2 separate regions of the Bicyclus anynana genome follow, and region 1 is linked to region 2. Evidence: chromatin contacts called from public Hi-C data. All regions are on one chromosome and are shown on one strand. The core of a region is the stretch at or near the end of the contact, and the rest is flanking DNA. Distances in the headings are between cores, read along the strand shown. Region 1 holds the start of LOC112047541 (mitochondrial import inner membrane translocase subunit TIM44). Region 2 overlaps LOC112047547 (eukaryotic translation initiation factor 5).

Evidence for each region. A called contact is a pair of places that touch in the nucleus more often than the background predicts.
Region 1: a contact with region 2 is called in a Hi-C map of whole body, with 1.8 times the contacts expected there. The contact joins the promoter of LOC112047541 here to the enhancer-like site in region 2. A contact is called at or near these places in 2 of 2 Hi-C or Micro-C datasets (whole body and whole larva).

Annotation. Positions count from the first base shown.
Region 1 is chr16:945,657-950,420 of ilBicAnyn1.1, forward strand. It overlaps LOC112047541 (mitochondrial import inner membrane translocase subunit TIM44), which reads left to right and starts at 2,493. Exons shown (of 7, transcript XM_024084678.2): 1 at 2,493-2,669; 2 at 2,760-2,855; 3 at 3,075-3,378; 4 at 3,793-3,899. The coding sequence starts at 2,667. It overlaps LOC112047547 (eukaryotic translation initiation factor 5), which reads right to left and starts at 1,035. Exons shown (of 13, transcript XM_052885977.1): 1 at 852-1,035; 2 at 478-604.
Region 2 is chr16:908,853-913,891 of ilBicAnyn1.1, forward strand. It overlaps LOC112047547 (eukaryotic translation initiation factor 5), which reads right to left. Exons shown (of 13, transcript XM_052885977.1): 12 at 3,939-4,118; 13 at 1-3,491. The coding sequence ends at 3,372. LOC112047548 (ninjurin-A) reads left to right here. Exons shown (of 7, transcript XM_052885979.1): 7 at 1-687. Among protein-coding and RNA genes, the nearest start is that of LOC112047548, 21 kb to the left of the region's middle. Within about 2 kb of position 3,514, at least 7 of the 8 cell types and tissues checked have open chromatin away from gene starts, as enhancers often do.

The sequences.
Region 1 (4,764 bases), core at 1,243-3,742, 36 kb after region 2:
ATTTGATATTACCTTCCTGACAAATTTCAACTATATTGTGATGCTAACTTTTCGCTTTTATATATTTAGATTAAATATACCTGAAAAATATATTTAATAGAAACTGAATGCTTAGATTATATGTGAATAGTTAACTTTTTAAGGCTTACATTGGCTTGGCATTTCATTGGTTGCTGTTGCTACATCATCTAATGAGGCAATGATAAGTAAATTCTGATAGTTATTAATTAACAATATTATAAATAGTAAATGACTAATTATTTTAATAAATGTTGGGTAACATGTATAAGTATCTTATTAAACCCAAAAGAATTTAATAGAGAAAATATCATAGTTATATTTGAAAACATTTTGTAAATAAAACAGTTTGGATATAAAAAAGAAAATTCGCAAGATAACCTATAAGAAATCAAGACACGAGTCCAAAAATATAAAGATGCAAAATAGAATGCAATTTGAATTTAGAACAGCACTAACCTGTATATCTTGCTAAAGTCATATAAAATGGTAGCGCCCCACTGGACGAGAGCTCGCAGATGGGATGAATTGTTGATCCTTCTTCAAAGCTGGCACCGTAGGAGCACTCGACTAGCCGGCCACCAACCTGCCGTAACACCACATTATCACAAACCAATTACCTCTACACTACAACTTTATCATCAGCTCTTTATAATAAATACACTATAATAAAGCAAACTATCGCTATTTAAACATTTTATTTAAGCCGAAACGTACGCACCAGCTGGCGAAAACGTGGTATCTGATCTGACTATTGACTCTACTAGCTATGCACCTATATATGTAAATATGGATTGGTTGGACAGAAGATATTCGATATAGTTGACGAGTACCTTCCTCCTGACGATGCGTAGTCACACTATTTAATCAGCCTGAATTCTTTAACTAATCAATGATAATAATTAATCAGAAATAACATAAAATGAATACTATAATTCGCTAAAAAATACGACAGAAAATAAATGAACAACACAACACAATGCACTTTCTTGTTTTTACTTTTCTAGAACTGCCTTCACACCGGAAACGAAGGTTTTTTTAAATTCGAAAGCGAAACAACGAACATTACATGTTTTAGGAATGACGAATTTTGGCTAAGGAAATATTGCATTTCTAATGTTTTAAACGCTAATCAAAAACAATAAATTTACTGTGAGTCTTTGTATCGTTTAAAATAAAATAATAATTTCAAATTTGATTATAGTGATTCGGAAAAATAACAGGAAGTAGATGAAATTAGTCTATGAATAGTGTAATTTATGGTCTATGTAAAATGATAGGTGTCATCTACAATCTGTTATTTTATAAACTGCTACCACACAACTCCAATTGACGCCCGATTTAATGCCTTTGGATATGATCTTTGACAACATAGATAATTATTATCTAAGAGTATCTATGGATAGGAATCTTGGCGGAGTAGTAGAAAATTAAAATATTCATCTGTACTCGACTCTGACGAATTAGATCGGGACTACACGTTACCCCTCTGTCCATGTTTAAAAATTTTTAACGCATTTTACAGACACTAATATAATTTTAGGAAATACATCATCTTTTCATTTTCATCCCACCGCTACACAGAATATTCAATTACTTGATAGATGTTTTGCTGTTCCGGCTAAAGAATCGATTCGTTTTAGATATTTTTTTTTATCCGCTCAACTATCCAGATTTTACAAACACTTTTAATATATTTAATACTTACAGATTAAACTTCATCTTTTAGTAAACTAGAAGTTTTCACCGTTTTTACACTATTTAACTACACAAACCATTTTTTTAGGAAACAATTTTTTAGAAAATATTGATTTTATAAAAACAGTTTATATAAACTTTTTAAAGTTGCTGTAATTTGGTGCGGATACAGTTCGTTTCACTCTTGAAATTTTGACGCGATTCACGATAAATAGTCGTCGTTATCAACCCATATACGGCTCATTGCTGTGCTCGAGTCTCCTCTCAGAATGAAAGGAGTTAGGCCAATAGTCCACCACGCTGGCCCAATGCGGATTGGCAGACTTCACACACGCAGAGAATTAAGAAGTTCTCTGGTGTGCAGGTTTCCTCACGATGTTTTTCCTTCTAATTTCTTAAAACGCACACAACTGAAATGTTGGAGGTGCATGCCCTGGACCAAGCCTGAACCGGATTCGAACCCATACCCTCCGGAATCGGAGGCAGAGGTCATATCCACTGGGCTATCATGACTCTTCAACGATAATAGTACGTATTCTGAACGACATACAGGCAACTGTCACTTGCACCACACTACAGCGCGTGAACTATAGAACGCAGATGATTGATTTTTCGTCTAGCGAGTCAGTTCCTTTTGTAATTGGTCTGAGAGTGCGATGCTTTTGACGTCCGTGGTTTTTTAGATCTTGGAAATAGATGCAAAATTATGTAATCCATATCTGTCAATTGTCATAATTCTGTCAATTCATAATAATTTTATTCTCTCCTCTCTGTCATCTGTGGCAGTTCTTTAGAAAAAATGGGCAATGATTTGTAGGTGACATAAAATAAAAAGTAAAACCGATTTTTCGGGTTAAATAAACTATATTTAATACAATTTACAATTACGTCGGTGTAATAAAATAAAATTCAAGTGACGTATATCACAGATTTTGGGAGTTCAAATAAATATGGTGAATAACATTCAGTGTTCTGATTTAGGGTTAGGTTATGTTAGAGTAAATTTACTTAATTGTACATAACTATTAATTTGTGGGTTTCAGCATGCATGTCGACAGTTAATTAATAATCCAAGTCGCTGGAAGTGTGCAGTGACGATAAATGTAAAAACTCCAGTGCTTACTATCAAACCTGATCAGGTAACTGATATTACTGCAACTCATTCATTTGGCAAAGTTAATGTTGCTTTCCGTTTTCCACAGCAATATTTTGTGGATTACCGATCTATTTACCTTTCAGTACTCGGTAATAAATACTTAATTCCATTTAGTAAATCATCAGTTCATACTCTTAAAGTTTTCCATTTTTTTATATAATATTATGATTGAATATTTTCACTGACCAAAACTTTCTTCTAGTCAACAGTACTAGAATGTCGTCAGTACTCAGCGCGGAAGGGATTCTTCTCATCCATCATAGAGAATATAAAAGATGAGATGGCAAAGAACAAAGACATGAAGGAAAATATAAAGAAGTTTAGAGAAGAAGCTGAGAAACTTGAGAATTCAGAGGCTTTGCAGGCGGCTCGGAGAAAGTTCCACGCTGTTGAGTCAGAAGCATCTAAAGGATCAGAAGTTTTAAAGGAAACTCTAGAAGGCATTAAGGGTAAAGTAGGCCATGTCCTGGAGGAGGCGAGCAAATCAGAAATTGCGAAAAAAGCAGGTAATTTATGTTCAGAACGCTCAATATAAATAAGAATAATTTCAACCAAGGTGATCAATAAGAAAATTCTTGAAATCAATATGTTATTCCTTTAAACTATTAACTGACACTTAAAGTAATGTATTTTCAATTTCCTTGTTGATTTGTCATACTTATTTATGATATTACCTAATAAAGGAAAATAAGAATGGTATGACAATGTGGTATATATTTATTTTGATTCATGTTCTTAATTTATTAGCTGAATACACAGAAGTTAACGTAACCGAGGTGACCAAACAATGTATTTTGGGAAGATAAATAGACAAATGTCAACCAATAGCACCACAACCAAGCTGGCAGGCGATTGACAGACAAAGTATAATATTATTGACTGGTTCAATATTGTATGTTAGGTGTAACTTCTGATTACAGGAAAATTAACTGAAGACATTTCAAAAACAGCCAAAGATGCAGCAGAAAGTTTTGCAGACAAAAGTTCTAAACTTGGCCAGACCTCAGCCTTCAAAACCATTTCACAAGTAATGTCATATTTTAACTTAAATTTTATTTATTACTGTACATAACATATTGAAATTAAGCCTAACCATAGTGCACATTATAAACCACAGTTGGTTTTGAGTTATAAACTTGTGAATTTTATTTTACTTATTTTATTCACATTATGATAAGTACATATGACTATATAATTGTGTTAGGCTATAATTAAATAATGTAATAATGAGAACTGGAGCTTGCAGTGGGTAAGAAACCTTTGGGTTAATAGCTAAAACTACCTTATACATCACATGAATATTTTCCAATTGTGGTATAGCTTGGCAACTTCGTTCGTAACACTCCCCATTGTCCGCGTGGGCCGGGGTGTGTAGTGATAAATGGAAAACCCACGACTGATGCACCACACTTCCGAACACATACTATTTCACACCCAGTCTTTCCCTCCATCGCCCACATCATGGGAGTGTCGTCAACGAATTTATCAGACTAACTGAACCCATGGCTTTGAATGCAGTAGGCAGGATTAGTACATTCATCTGCTAAGTTTCTTGCTGGCTCTTCTTATTACAGTAATTATATATCTCTGTGTACAACTATAAATATGAGCCCCTACATCAAATGACAGTGCTTTTTTGGTTTTTACAACATTTAACATATCTCATTCTGAGAGGAGACTCGAGCTCAGTAGTGAACCGATTATGGGTTGATAATGATGACATGGTTATTTCAACAAAATGATGTCATCATAGTCATTTTGTTGAATTGAGTCGCTACCACCACTTCTGAGAATTGAAGAACTGACTTTTTAATAGTGCTATGTATAGAACCCAAGTTGAAATAATTTAATTTGATTTCATTAATTGTATTCACATTTAAAAGAAAATCCCA
Region 2 (5,039 bases), core at 2,264-4,763:
GGCACGGACAGACTTACCGACTGACCAACAAACTGTATTTCAAAACCTCACGCGTCTCCACTTTACTTCACAAATTAATCTAAATTACATAAAAATTGATGAACACGTCTGTAGAAACGCGTTCCGCCAAAGAATCAATGAAAATGTTCTAGGAAATGTAAAATCAATGTTCTATAATCGAATTAATATAATTCCTTTAGGTTCTAACTCTTTTCAGCAAGCTTATTATGTAACTCGATCAAACTCTGAACTACATCGTTATAATAAGTCACTACATCGTTTTTCGTCATATTTTCGTATAAGCAATTATCTAACATCGTATTCTCAACGAAATGACATGAGTATCTTCTTTTACGTAATTTCGTTGAAATAATCATGTTAGATGATCGTAAAACGAAAAATCACCGCCACTTGATGTAAAATGACGTAATCAAGATCATTTCGTTGAAATAACTATGTTAGATGATCACAATTACAAAAATACGATGAAAAACGATGAAGGGACTTATTATTTCAATTTTTCAGTGGCTGCACAATTTAGTGGTACGATTTGTGGGTTCCAGTCTTTTTGAGCTATAGACCAATTGATTTTACAAATGCAGGAAAATGTATAATCAGTTTCACAATATAAAAAATAATATATTTGAATAAAGAATATATTTAAAAGGTAAAAAAAAAAAAAACTTTTAATCAACTTCGTGCGTAATTGTTGCCAATTTAAAAATTAAACTATAAACTAAATTAATATACATATTTTTTTTTTCAATTATTACTATACGTAATCAGCTATATTTTGTGTTATTTATAGATAATAAATACAGTCACACACATTTTGTGACTCAAGTATTGATTCATTCGAATAGAGATCACGTGACCAACCTCGATGTTATTCCAGTATAAAACTACATCCCAAAACAATAAAATTGTATTCAAAATAAAAAAAAAACTATGCAATTTTTAGGAACATATAACGGGGGATAGAGAAAAGGGTGATTTTTAGTTCACCCTGGCCTTATAAGCGAAACACATCATGAATTGTTACTTTATATTATAAAATCAATATTTCATTTATTACCACAACATCATGTCTCTTGTATCAAATAATTACAATCTTGAGTAATTTAGTTTTTCATTTATGGTTTTTCTGTATAAAAGAAAAGGTACCAAGGTTGGCATCTTAATAACATTAATAATCCGTGTAAATAAACCATATTTTATGTTTTATTGTTTAAAAATACATACAAGGTTCCAATGCATATTTTTCCATTATTTATTAGGTATATTCTTTATTGTAATAATGAAAGTAACAATAAACGAGTGTCCGCCAGTTTCCAAAGCACATTTATCGATACATCGCTACAGACTACTATACGGGTACACGGCTATGATACATCTATAAATATCTTATCGTATTAAGAATCAATTTGCACGGCAATTTTATAAAACATCCGCTAAAATATAGCGCCGCTTGTAATCGTCATGTTCAGACGGCAATTGTTGTAGCCGCACGTTTTCGCTCATTGTATACTCAGAGGCACAACTATCCGCCCACTTTAATATACTCACGTCATGTTAAAGTGGGCGGATATTTGTGCCTCTGAGTATAGTTACAAATAATAATCTTTTTTTTTTAAATACAAAAGTATATTTTAGTTTTTGTTACTTAATAGTTCAATTTCAACAACTTAATTATTTGATTTGACAAGCTTTAAAATAACACTAAGTATTACTTAAACGATGGTTTTAAATATGTAGTTATTTGTAGACAAACATGTGACATTCCAGTATATCTATATATAGATATAGATGCTGCAATATGGCTGAAATCACTCAGAAATGACTTCAGTGTTAAACACGATGCTGGTGTAACACAAACTTAACATGGATGCTCTGCAAGTTTAACCGCACGTCAATTTTTTGCCGTCTGAACACACCCTTAATAAAAATGCATAATACACTATTGAAAGTTTTAAAATATCTAGATTAAATTGTCCCAAAATTGTAGAGAATCAGCTTCTTTAGTAAAAGTAATTAAACAAACTAATATAATAATTGTTTTTCATCATTTACATACAACGGTTTTCACCATATTATATAATACAAACGTTTTTGCAAAGCTATCTCCAAATTTTGTACGTTTGTTTGTACAATATTTGGAGATAGATTTTTGCTATTACTAGTTTTAGTAATAGCAAAAATTGGATCTGGAATCAACTTTCCAGTCTATTTTATAGCCCTTGTACTTTAAAATAATTTAGTAACAATTTCTTGTTACCAGAGATTTAATTAAATGTATAAATCAACGTATTTCAAGACAAATGTTCTTTTTTTACCAGAAGCTGTTTCTCTGTCCTACGTTCGTTAGTTTTTGAGATTTAAAATGTTTCTAATTTTACTTACAAGTAGAACGACTACTATTAGGTAATGTTTACAGTAAAAATGCAGCGCACGTCGACTTCTACGCTAAGCTTATTGGTAACATGTTCCATTGAACTAGGAGGGGAGGAAAATTGTTTATTTAAAGTTTATAACATTTTGCGTATGCATTGACATCGCCAGTATTCAAAAATAAAAAACTTTATTATAATAAAGAGTTTTATTTTTAGTTCTAACTATTTATGTGTAATTATTAATTACGAATTGCCCCTTAATATTATTTGTTAATCAATAATTAACACATAATATTAAGGGGCAGTGTACACATTCTGATAAGTCTCGGATAGTCTAATCGCAAGTTAGTTTACTTTATATCAAACTAGTAGACTGTACGCGGTTTCACCCGTTTCATACGTTTGCATTGTATCATTTTTGATTTCATCAACATTTTAAATATCAGGGCAAGGCTTGTAAATAAACTGTTCTTTTTGTCTAAAGCTTGATTGGATAAGCGATCAAGAACATTGGATTTTATTGGTTTATTTATAAGGTTTATCTTAAGTTCTGTAATGTGACTTTCGATAGACTGCAAAATGTGTTATATTTCTTTCAATATGCAGTGTTTGATTCAAAGTTAACATTAATTTCCTTTTTTATAATTTAATTATAATATTTTAAGCCAACAGTTTCAAATGTAAATATGCTAATATATGAAAAGCGAAATTTAAATTATTTACATAAAGAAAATACAAATCTTTTTTCTCTATTATAATGACAAAGACAAAATTTGTGAAGTAACTATCCGACAGTCATCAGAAGGCGATCAAATCATCCCAATCTATATCCAAGTATAGATATCTATTTTAAAGTGATCCTTTTATATGAATTAAAAAAAATCACTGACGGTATCAATAGCATACGTTGACAAATGTCGTGCGTGTGGAACTACTGGGGGGAGGTGCGGTAGGGGTAGGGGTGGGGGTACATGGGCGCGTCTATATGGCATCGATGTCGACGTCGATCTCCCCGTCGTCCTCGGGCTGCGGGCGCGGCGCCGGCGCAGGCGTCGCCACCGCCTTGATAGGAGTCACCTTGGCGCGGTCGTCGTACTCGATCTGGGGACGAACAGTACGGGTATTGTAGAGGAGTATCACGTCGGGGTCATTCCTTATAGTAAACTAGCCGACGGTCCAATATAACGGTAGTTTTATTTGTTTAGTTCCGATGAAGGGCTGATACGATGACGTGCGCGTGACGTCACTCACCTCGATGTCCTCCTCGCTGTCGTCCGAGTCCTCCTCGTCGGCCTGCTGCAGCCAGTAGATGAAGGGCTGCTACGATGACGTGCGCGTGACGTCACTCACCTCGATGTCCTCCTCGCTGTCGTCCGAGTCCTCCTCGTCGGCCTGCTGCAGCCAGTCGATGAAGGGCTGCTACGATGACGTGCGCGTGACGTCACTCACCTCGATGTCCTCCTCGCTGTCGTCCGAGTCCTCCTCGTCGGCCTGCTGCAGCCAGTCGATGAAGGGCTGCTACGATGACGTGCGCGTGACGTCACTCACCTCGATGTCCTCCTCGCTGTCGTCCGAGTCCTCCTCGTCGGCCTGCTGCAGCCAGTCGATGAAGGGCTGCGCGCGCCGCACCACGTCCGCCACCACCTCCTTGGACGCGAACTTGCGCGACGGCTTGGCGGCCCACTCCAGGATCGTCTTCTCCTCCACGATGTCCAGGTCGTACAGCAACTGAACATTTGTTCATTCTTAAAATTTATTTATTTTATAATATAGAATAAACAGTTATCTACTGTCATGTAATGACGGCCATTGTAGCACGAGTGATTCTTGTGCAATGAGGCGAAGCCAAATAACACAATAGACAGCACGAGTGCTACAATTGCTAATTTGCTTACATGGAGTGAAAAAAAAATAACAAAAAATACTTACATAAATAAAAGAAATAACAAAACTTGAATTGGTAAATAATGAATAAGTAATTGGCGTTGGACGTGGCCTCTTAGATTTAGTCTCGGCGTGGAAGTCAAAGAAAGCCTGAATTATAGAAAATGCCATGACACTTTTTAAAAATTAAAAAAAATCATCGTAGCATGGTTTACCTGTGTGGTAATGAATATAACCAAACGAGTAAAGTGTCAAGTGAGTAATTCATTATTAATCCTCTGATAGGAGATGGCCCTAGATAAACATCATTAAATGTCTTCAAAGATCGTCTAAAAAGTTAGTACCTATCTATATTATGAATATGTATGTTCCTATTATTCTTCGTATGTAGGTGTATGTACATATATATTTATATATAATTTATGTATGTCTTACTATTGTATGTATGTATTATTAGTATGTAAAATATATGTAGTTTATTTATTATAGCTGTTCGCGTTTGGCTTTGCTAGGAAAGGAGATAGATTGGATAGGACTTACTGTAAACTGCTTCGTATCTTCTTTTAACTTTTCACCATCACAGTTTTAAATGTTTTTGGTAACTCTTAAGCGAACTGACGAATTGTCGCGGTGCGCGCGCACAAAACGTATGTAGGAGTGAGATGGGAAGCGTTAGCTTTGCGCGAACAATAGCAATATCCGTTTTCTATTACTTGATTCTTACATTGCGGGTTGTCTGGAGGAGATCGCGAATATTGTTTTATA